Linked DNA regions of Mus musculus: region 1 is linked to region 2. A link is a contact called in public promoter capture Hi-C data. All regions are on one chromosome and are shown on one strand. The core of a region is the stretch at or near the end of the contact, and the rest is flanking DNA. Distances in the headings are between cores, read along the strand shown. Region 1 holds the start of Chn2 (chimerin 2). Region 2 overlaps 4921529L05Rik (RIKEN cDNA 4921529L05 gene).

Region 1 (4,985 bases), core at 1,597-4,096, 44 kb after region 2:
CTTACAGTTTCAGAGGTTTAATCCATTATTGTCATGGCAGGGAACATGGTGGCATGCAGGCAGACAAAAGTGCTGGAGTAGCTGAGAGTTCTGCATCTTGATCTGCAGGCAGCAAGGAGGGGACTGGATTCTACACTCGATGGAGTTTGAGCATAGGACACCTTAAAGCCCACCTCCACAGTGGCACACTTCCTCTAACAAGGCCACATCTCCAATAAGACCACACCTCCTAATAGTGCTACTCCCTATGGCCAAGCATCCAAGCACATGAGTCTATATGGGTCATTCCTATTCTAACCTCCACATATGCGTGCCACCTGGGTTCCTGGTACCCACAGAGTTCAGAAGAGGGTGTTGGATCACCTGGAACTGGAGTTAATGATGGTTGTAAGCCACCATGTGGGTGCTGGCACCTCAACCCAGGTCCTCTTCAAGAACAACAGATGTTCTTAATGGCGACCCACCTCTCCAGCCCACACACTTTTGCTTTTGTTACTAAAGTTCTGTGAAGGCAAATATAATCTGCACAAATAGAACCAGACATTCTGTGCAATTTACCATAAATAATGAAGCCCATCACTTACTGCTCAATTTGGGACCTTACATAAAAAAGAAAAGATAGAAAGTTTGGGCCACAAATGAAACATTTTCCCAGTAAATAAGTCACAATTGGCTGTCTCTAGGAGAGAAGAAAAATATTGTTCAAACAATTAGTTCTATCTTTTGGCTAAACAATTTACAGGTCTTTAGGCGTGGCACAGTATGGCTTCACAACCAGTATCTTTCTCATGCTTAAAAAGACTCCATATTATCAGTAGTAGAAATGGAGAAACAGAACTATAAGGTATTTGCTGACATCCTAGTTTGAAGTGAGATGCTGGTCTTCTTCAATGCCCAGGTCGTAATGATCCTGTTCAGTGACATAGCCATGTCTGCCATCTAAAGCTCCAGAGGGCTTTGTAAATTACTAGTCAGACAACCAATGCCATGTCATGTCTTGAACTCTGGGTGTCCAAGAAGTTTCACTCTCATAGAGTGGTCAAGATCATGCTGGGTGAGTATATGTCCCCATAAGGCTCCAGATGAGGTCACCTCAAGGTTGCAGTGCCCTCCAAAAGTGTCTGGGGTAGGGAGACTTGGCAGTACCTGAGTCTAGTTGACCCAGGCAGATCTGTCTTAAGAGCCCCTGTAAATGGAGTCCAGGAAGAAAATGCTCAGTGTAACTGAAGTGGCCCACAGGCTTTCAGCAAGAAGTTCACCCCATCCCACCCCTTTAAACTAATCAACAAACAAAAGTGGGTGGGGCACTTGTTGGGCAGTCACACTGGGATGGCATCCCCGGTGGTGGTGGGGATATAACATATACTTTAAATCAAGTAGAAAATGTGACATGAGTGCATATCATGATCCTTTAACATTTATTATTCACTGTACATGAGGTCCTCTTCCGATGTGGAGGCCCCCAGGACCTCGCTGCTGTTCCAGAGTCACTCCTGATCATTTTCAAATGGACTATGTCCTTTTTAGCCATGTTTTTCAAATCGTGCCGCTCCCAATGAGAACACTTTCCGTTTTGCTCTATAATGAGAGTACTTTCATTCCTTTAATGTTTGCTTTTTTTCCCTTTGATCTAACAATTTCTGTTCAAATTTCACAGTTTTTCTGTAGCTTTAGGAATGAAAGAACCGATTACCCTGCTGGGAGCGTGAAACGGATTTTAAAAAATATATATCTGCATGACATTTCCTTCCAGTAAAATTAATTTAGGTTTAAATACAGGAGGATGGCACACACCGGCTCCAGTCCCTTTCTCCGGTACACCTAGGCAATTCCTTATCCTTAAAGGATTCAGTCGCACCTGCTGCAGAGTCAGTCTTTTGTGAAGATCCTACCAAGGGGCAGAGAACCACTTTCTTTGTGTAAGACCGATGCCACCTTTGGGATGTCTCTATTTCTTTTAGCACCGGTCTCAGAAGCATAGTGGACTTTGGGGGCACTGTCCCTGCCAGTGTCTGGGGTACTTAAGTGTAGCTAGATCAGCTCTCTCTGCTTTAGGAGACGCTTCTTGTGGCAGGGCAGGGACCTTCGGTTCCTGACCAACAAAGGACAAATTAAAGGGTGATGGGAAGGGCGCTTCCCAGCCTTGGTGGCATCCTGGCCTGCTCCAAACCCGCACGTAATCCTTAGAGACCTTGTCTTCTCCTTCTGGAAGTACCCCCACCCCTGCACCCCCTCCCCCGAGCTGTGTGGCTGATCCAAACCTAGAGCTTGCTGCCAGTCCCACCACCTTCCTCCTACGACCCCTCCATCCCCTTCTAATTCGGGAAGCAGCACTGTACACTGCTGCCCGGCCCGCCTCGCGTCCCTGGCGGCGTGCCCAACACCTCGGGGCAGGCTCCGAGTCCTGATGGTCTCCACCCCTTGGTCTGCAGCCTCCCCCTGCAGCCAGGGTTGCAGGAGCTGTCAAGCCGGCCGAGCGGATTCAGCCCGGAGCGCCGGCGTTCCTCTCCTTCCTTTGTGTGCGCGCGCGAGCCGAGTTGGGGAGGAGGGAGAAGGGGGAGGTCGCTGTCTATCTGTCTCCCCCGCCTTTGCCCGGGCCGCTCGAAGTGCGGCGGCGGGAGAGGCTGGATCCCTAGAGTCAGTGCCGGGAGCCGAAGGGCGCCCAGGTTCCAGTCGCGCGCAGGGAGCGGGCCCGCGGCGGGGACAGCGGGGACGCCGAGAGAGGTGGTCCCATCCTCCTGGCCGGCCGCCTTGGCCTCGCTGTGCCCCTGCCACCTCGACGCCCGCAGCGGAGTGCGCCCAGGCGCCGAGAGGGACGGCGAGCACGAATAAATAGCGGCGGCGGCAGCGCGTCATCTGGCGGAGCAGGAAGTACAGGCAGAGTCCGGAGGCCGGTGCTTCCCGCGCGTCCCCAGGACTTTGCCATGGGCTGGGGGCCGCGCGGGCTGCGAGCAGCCGGCCGAGGGCAGCGGCGACGCCGCCCGCACCAGGACTGAGAGAGCGGTGACGCGCGGCGCCGAGATGGCAGCATCCAGCAACTCTAGTCTGTCCGGCTCCTCCGTGTCCTCTGGTGAGTTTCAGCGCGCGGGCGCCCGTGCTGGGATGGAGAGTCTACCTGTGGCCGTCCCTCCCGCTCTAGGAGAGCGTGGCGCGGGACACGAGCGTCACTGGGACACTTGTTAAGGTGGTCAACACCTTTGCGTCTGAGCGGTGACAGTGTAGTGGTGGGACTCGGTGGTGTCCTAGGCGTGCGGACCTGGAGTCTGGGGCTCCTGGCGAGCAGTAGCTGCCAGCAGCCTTGCACTTTCTGCACAGCTGGAACAGGGGCAGAAGGCGCAGGGAAGCTGAGGGCACAGCTGGGCTCGGGACCTGTCTGCCTTGGTGCCAGAAACCTTGGATACTCAGAGCCAAAGAAGGGTGCAAACCCCAGCTCCTTGCAGACTCGGATTTCTTTGTTTGTTTCAGAAATTAGCTCCTTGGAGACACTCGCTTGGGGTATGGGTTTGAGAGAGCAGCCAGGACGAAAATGTGTCTTGCTCATCTGACTGAAGTGGGATAGTGGAATGGAGGTTGAGCCCAGCCTCTGACTCCTGGCGTGTTTAGTGTGTGTGTGTGAGTGTGTGTGTGTGTGTGTGTGTGTGTGTGTGTGTGTAGGGACAGACAGAGACAGAGAGACTGTGAGACAGACACAGAGAACATGTGTGCGCGCGGGAGGGGGGCGGTGGGGGCTGTAATTTTACTTTCAAGGCTTCTTTTTTTTTCAGTGTTAAATGTGGCTGGGTGAAAGAAGGGCTTTCAAGCTTTTCTATGGTTGATCAGCAGGTCTAATTGAACAGAAAAAAATGATAATGAATGTGAATGCATAAGAATCAATGGAGGCAGCCCCTCTGGTTTCTGAACATGACAGGTTTCTAATCAGACTGATGCATTAGGTACAGTTCTACTACCCCTTTGGTCACTGAAAACTTTAATAAGAAACCCTGAAGGGATGGCTGGTAAGACATTTGGCATGGTATACAGAACTCAAGGGTCCAAGACAACAGTCTTCAAGTCCTGGTGGGAATGCTCAGTGTGTTACTACTGTATGGTGTCCACAATTGAGTTCCTTTTATTTATTCTCCAAAAATTAAATCCGGAGTGGAGAAGAGATGCAGCACTGGCAGGAAGGCAGGCATTAAAAGGAATCATAGCTATGGATGTGTAACTAATCAGATTGTAGACACAAGGTGACTGTGACCAGTGTAGGTGTTCTCTTGAAAGCTACATGCTATTTTTTTTTTTTTTTTTTTTTTTTGGCCAGGTTTAGTCCCAGGGAAAGTTTAGTCCCAGGGAAATGACATTTCCTTTAATGACTGCTGCCAACTAATAAAAACAGCATTGTTAGGTGTCCGGTAGTTTAAGCGGCTGGCAGTAGGGACTGGTGGGCAGAGCAGTCAGCTCTTATTAAGAACAGCAACAAGTTGACCGCCTGTGGTTTTAATTCTGAGAACTCAGCAAATGCTAAGGCTTATTTTTAGTACCCTCAAACCACTGCTGCTGCGTTTCAATTCATTTTGGTTGACTAACATTGAATTTAAGATGCAGAGATGTTGGCTTCCTATTAGCACATGTTTCTCCCTCTCCAAAGCCTGCCCGTTTGATGGACTGAGGGGGGGGAAAGGTAGCAAGGGGGCCAACTGAGGAAGGCGAGGAGACAGCATCATCTCAGGGTCCGCTGGAGGCGTGGATCACAGCTGCTGTGGCATCGGAAATTCTGCATCTTGACACAGCTTAAGAAGCCCGATGACAAATCCTAACTCAGCCCTGGGAGGACTCTGCTGCTCCAAGATGCCAGGATAAGCTGTAGAGGGTGGTAATTGTTTTGCAGATAGGGGAGGCATGCTTACAATGGCTTTCTCTCCCGTTTTATGGACCGCCCGTTTTTAATCCTGTTGGAAACTGTGGGAAATTGCATGGAATCTGAGATGCCAAGAGTGGACATAAAT
Region 2 (4,805 bases), core at 648-3,147:
AGTCACCGGCTAAGAGCAGAGGCCAGGCCTGGGATTGAAATCCACACTTATGACTCCCCCACCCGACCCCCATATAGCCTCCTCAGAGCTCAGTGACAATACGGGACCAAGAAGAGACCACTTGTCAGGCTGCTCTGGTTCCCTCCTGACCCCACATTTCACAAACATTAACAGGTGGCCGGGTGTGTTTGCTTCCCCTTCTGTAAGGAAAGTGTCCCAAGGCTCTTTTTGTCTCCCTTGCTCTCCAGCACCCACAAAACCAAAACGGTCCTTCAGAGACCCAGGTGAAGGGAGGACCCTGTGCTTGAATCCCTTGGCTCAGAGAGGATGGGGGACTCCAGGGCTCCTGGCCTAGACTCAAATGCCTCCTAGCTTAGAAGAGACACCAGCTGAGTCAGGGACTTTCTGGAGCTGCAGCTGACTTGGCACCCAGAGCATCCCCATTCCAGCTTGAAAGCCCGGGCCCCCCTACCTGAATCCCTAGGCTTTTCTCTCCCGAGGGATCCCAAGGACTGGCACAGCTGCAGGAAAGATGCAGGCACACAGCATTTCCTGCTCACTGTGCACAGACACAAGCTGGTCTGACCCAGTGGGGATCAGCAGTATGGCGGGAGTAAAACTGCCAGTCCAGAGCACATCCTCAAAAGCCGCCTCTTAAGTGCTTCTCAGATTCCTCTAACTCAGACCTATGGGTCAAAGATATGTCCCCACCTAGGTCCCGAAGACTGGTGGAGCACTGGAGCACTTTCCATGTGGGGAGAAGCAAGGACCAAGGAACTCCAAGATGGAATCTTAAAAACTAATAGAGAAACTTCATGGCGGAAGCTGGAACAGAGACTGGCCTGGCCCTTGCCTAAGGGTGACACGCAGTTTCCTGAAGGTTCCATAAGAGAGAGAAAGCTCCTGCAATGTCATGATGGGACGAGCTCCTTGTTTGTTTTGTTTTCTCTTCCACCTTCCCAGAGCTGTTGTCTTAGAATTCCAACGCCATAACATGAAACTACTTCCCCACTCCAATACTTGCAAGCTCAGGGGTCGCCTGAAAAACGAACAGTGGTTCATTCCCTCTGCCTGACAATCAACATACATTCCTTGATCCTCCAGTGCAATCATTTTTATGACTGTTTTTCTAATTATAAAATATAATCATATAATTTTCCCTTTCCTCTCTTTGACCCCTCCCACTCAAATGCATGGCATCTTATTTTTAATTGTTGTTCCATTTGCATGCATGTTCTATAGATAGATAGATAGATAGATAGATAGATAGATAGATAGGTAGATATAGATGATAGATAGGCATATATATGCATTTAAACATATATATGCATATATATTCCTAAGTATAAAATACAATTTTTTATCTGATAACAAGTGGTCAGTCCCGAGGTCATATGCAAACAGGTAACACCATACGGATTAGGCAATCCTTTTAATGGTAATCAAGTGCCAACCCGGAGCCAAACACTCTTGCATTGCTGCTGGAAACACTACGGAACACCCTGATGTGATCTGTGCTATATCCTCATTCTGTACATGGGAAACTGAGACTCAGGTTAAGTAACCACTCAAGGTAACATTGCCAGTAAGTGATTTGAGTGTATACCATTAAAAGTCATCAGGTGGTGGGCAGGGAGCCAAAGGGCAGAAGGAAGAGGCTAGATTAAAAATGGCAAGGATGCACAGTGGTCGGCAGCAAAGACAGTACTGGGGGGGGGGGGAGATTCATTCTCAGCCCTTGCAGCACCAAACTGGACACAAGTGAGAAGCACTGGGAACCGTCCCTCCCAGCCCTGTCTCTAGCTGACCTCGGCTGCCCACCCAGCCAGAGGCCTGGCAGCGTTGCAGCCCAGCCCAACCCTCCAGGCAAGGAAAAAAAAAATCAATCACTGCTATTTTAAGTCACTTTCAATTTAAGGCAGTTTATTGTGCAACTAAAGCTAACTGAAGCTCTAGTTTTGTGGCCTGGAACAAATTGCTTAATGCCACTGAATCTTAGTTTTTCCAGAGTGCCTCCCTGTTGTGTCATCGGGCAGACTAGAAGAAAACCCTGGTGCAGATTGTGGAGTCTCCAGACTGCAGACTTAGTTTCCTGTCATACATTATGCATGGAGGTATTTCCTATCCACTTAACTCTTCACAGAGAAGAATTTGCTAGTGGAAGAAAAGTGATTCTTTAAAACTATATTCAGTGCCTTGAATGTTTATAGGGCCCACGGTGAGCTTAAAAATGCAAGTCCATACTCAGATGCCCAGGTGCGTAGACACTGCCAAGTTAAGAAACCATTGGATGCTGTAGGTTCTGCCTTCCTACCTTGATATCCTCATTAAGGTGTATCATTATACAAAAGACCAGGTTTGAAATTCAGGTTCTGCATTTCAAGGTGGAAACCTGGAAAGGTGCTTTCCTATCGTGCTCTGCAGCTACCTCTCTCTACAGGAAAATCTCTAGACCATAGGTTGAAGCTCAGACCAGCAACACTGAAGCAGCTGGCAATAGCCACCTCTTGGGTTTAGGAACACAGTAGCAAGAAGCAACATTGTCTTCCCCTGGGGGTTACTCATCTAGATACAATTTGTCTGCTTGCATGTGGATCCTAAAAACAGGTCTTGTGGCTTTTGTAGGAGGAATTTACAACCCTGGATTGAGGAACAGTGGGCTTAAGGGCATGGTGTTCAATGGTGCATTTCCATAGACTCCTACCTGTATTGGAGGGAGTACCACAGTCAAGGGCCAAGGCAGAGCAGTTTCTACTGTGCAGCCTTGGGCAAGGGCCTCTTGGGTTAAACACAAAGAAAGCTGCTAGCCAATATATGCCTTTGACCAAAATGCAGCTGAAAACGAAAGCCAAACTGACTCTTGTAGTAAACACAGACTGGATCACACATAAGCATTCATATTTACGATCATGTTGCACCAAAAACCCCACTACAGTTTATTTTAGGAGAGATAAGTATTGCAACATTGGAAAGTTTAAAGGCATTTCACAACCATTTAGTTTTGTCGATGTTGAGTAAAACATGGTTTCTATTGGGAAATTTCTGTTCCTGGAAAGAAGCTTTCATTCATTTGATGTAATTGTCATCTAGGGGGCTTACTGCTGAATAAGCTCACCCTTACCAGTTTCTTCTGAGCTCTGGCTGGTTTGTTCAGCTCAGCTGTTCTGGCTCAAACTCCTCTCCAGGTTGACTGATTCAACCTGACTTCTCTCAGCTTCCCACTGAATTGCTCTGCTTGGCCTCAAACTAACTCTGACAATCTGTTCTAATCTTCTGGCTCCTTCTCATTCTCTGCCTTGTCTTTCTTCATCTGTGTCTAGCTTGTTCTTTCTGCAACCTGTCTCTATAAAACTCTCCTTGTAAAAACTGCCTCTGAACTCCACGGGCTGACTGCCATGAAGTTCAGTCCACTGCAGTGCCTCTGACACAAGCAAACTGGCTGACTGGAACCCACAAATCTGCATCATCTGTCTCCTAAGTGCTGGGATCAAAGGTGTGTGCCGCTTCGCCTGTACCTAAGCTTTTCTTTACCTAAAATTTGTTCTTTACCAGGCTGGCTTTGAACTTAGAGATCTGCTTGTCTCTGTCTCCTAGGACTAAGGCATGTCTGTATTCCAACCAGAGTAGTCATGTTGTTGAATTAAAATTCCTCTGCATTTTCCTCTGTGTTAGCATACGTTTGCTAAAAGAAAACTAAATGATAATAATATTTATTAAGATATGGTCATGTGGTATATAATAGTGTTTCATCCAATAGTCTCATAAAATCATAATGTAGCTGAAAAACGCACATCCTCTAGTGACATGATAGTGTCACAGAAAAGCACATTATAAGAGTGATGATTTGGGATAAACAATCCTATTGCATGCCAGTAAGAAGGACAGTGCCTATAATTATGTGCAATTCACAGTACCTCATACTGACGTTACTGCTTTATGGCATTGGCTTATGGTTTAAATATATCACACAATGTAATTATTTCAGAGTGCACTCATTCAGCTAGAGAAAATTTTGATTCTTGAATAGTATGGTAAGCTTTGCTGGTGTCAACCTCACACATGCCGGGGTCACTGCAACCCTTGATTGCCTCATTTTCCCTCCAATCTATTTTATTTTATGTTTCACTCACTGTTGCTTCCCTGATAATGTTACCAGGAAGAGGCTCATTTAGCCTAAAAATAAAATGAAAAGTGATCAAGAACTACAAAGCTGAAATAACAGAGTTGGTCGCTTATCACTGTTAGCCATGTTCTATTCTTCCACTGCTGCAGTCCCAAAGAACAAAGTAACAGACATCGTTGAAGGATCCATGTTGTTGGGGGTAAAAAGACTGAAAAGGGGGTTGGGAGTGAGGGGTCAGTGCTGAGCAAGCACAAGGGCCTGTGTTGGACCTTCTGCACGCACCTGTGATCACAGTGCTGGTGTTGAATTCCAGCTTCAATGAGAGAACCTGTCTCAAAAAATAGGGTAAAGAGTGGTTGAGGGCGATACCTACCATAAAGCTCTGACATGCACACTAGGGTGCACACACACACACACACATGTACATATGTGCATATGTATATTCATTCAGGTACAAACTCATATACACATGTTGGTACACGTGCAGGTATAAACACGCACACACACACATACACTCACAGGTACACAAACTGTCAAATGCTCATAGGAGGTATAATGGCATACACCAAGAATTATGGACAAAGCAAAAACACTGTCTGCAAAAATGGAAAGAATGGTGGACCCAACAGTAATGTTAATATCTAGGTGGTTTAAATAATTCAAGACATTTTTCATCATGTGA

Evidence for each region. Promoter capture Hi-C pulls out the DNA fragments that hold promoters and counts their contacts.
Region 1: a promoter capture Hi-C map of liver shows a contact between it and region 2, with 2.6 times the contacts expected there. The contact joins the promoter of Chn2 here to the enhancer-like site in region 2. A contact is called at or near these places in 13 of 39 promoter capture datasets (the 3T3-L1 cell line, the HPC-7 cell line, HPC-7-derived erythroid cells and 7 more), 12 of 484 Hi-C or Micro-C datasets (3T3-L1-derived adipocytes, the HPC-7 cell line, embryonic fibroblasts and 5 more), 7 of 115 datasets of contacts at active chromatin or transcription factors (embryonic stem cells, extraembryonic endoderm stem cells and liver) and 2 of 9 other capture datasets (adipose tissue and embryonic stem cells).

What each region holds. Positions count from the first base shown.
Region 1 is chr6:54,037,086-54,042,070 of GRCm38.p6, forward strand. Chn2 (chimerin 2) reads left to right here and starts at 2,847. Exons shown (of 13, transcript NM_001163640.1): 1 at 2,847-3,070. The coding sequence starts at 3,022.
Region 2 is chr6:53,993,799-53,998,603 of GRCm38.p6, forward strand. It overlaps 4921529L05Rik (RIKEN cDNA 4921529L05 gene), which reads left to right. Exons shown (of 4, transcript NR_110484.2): 2 at 2,000-2,114. Among named protein-coding and RNA genes, the nearest start is that of 4921529L05Rik, 18 kb to the left of the region's middle. Within about 2 kb of position 1,898, at least 21 of the 459 cell types and tissues checked have an H3K27ac peak or open chromatin away from gene starts, as enhancers often do. A contact at or near this core is called in liver, where this site is marked.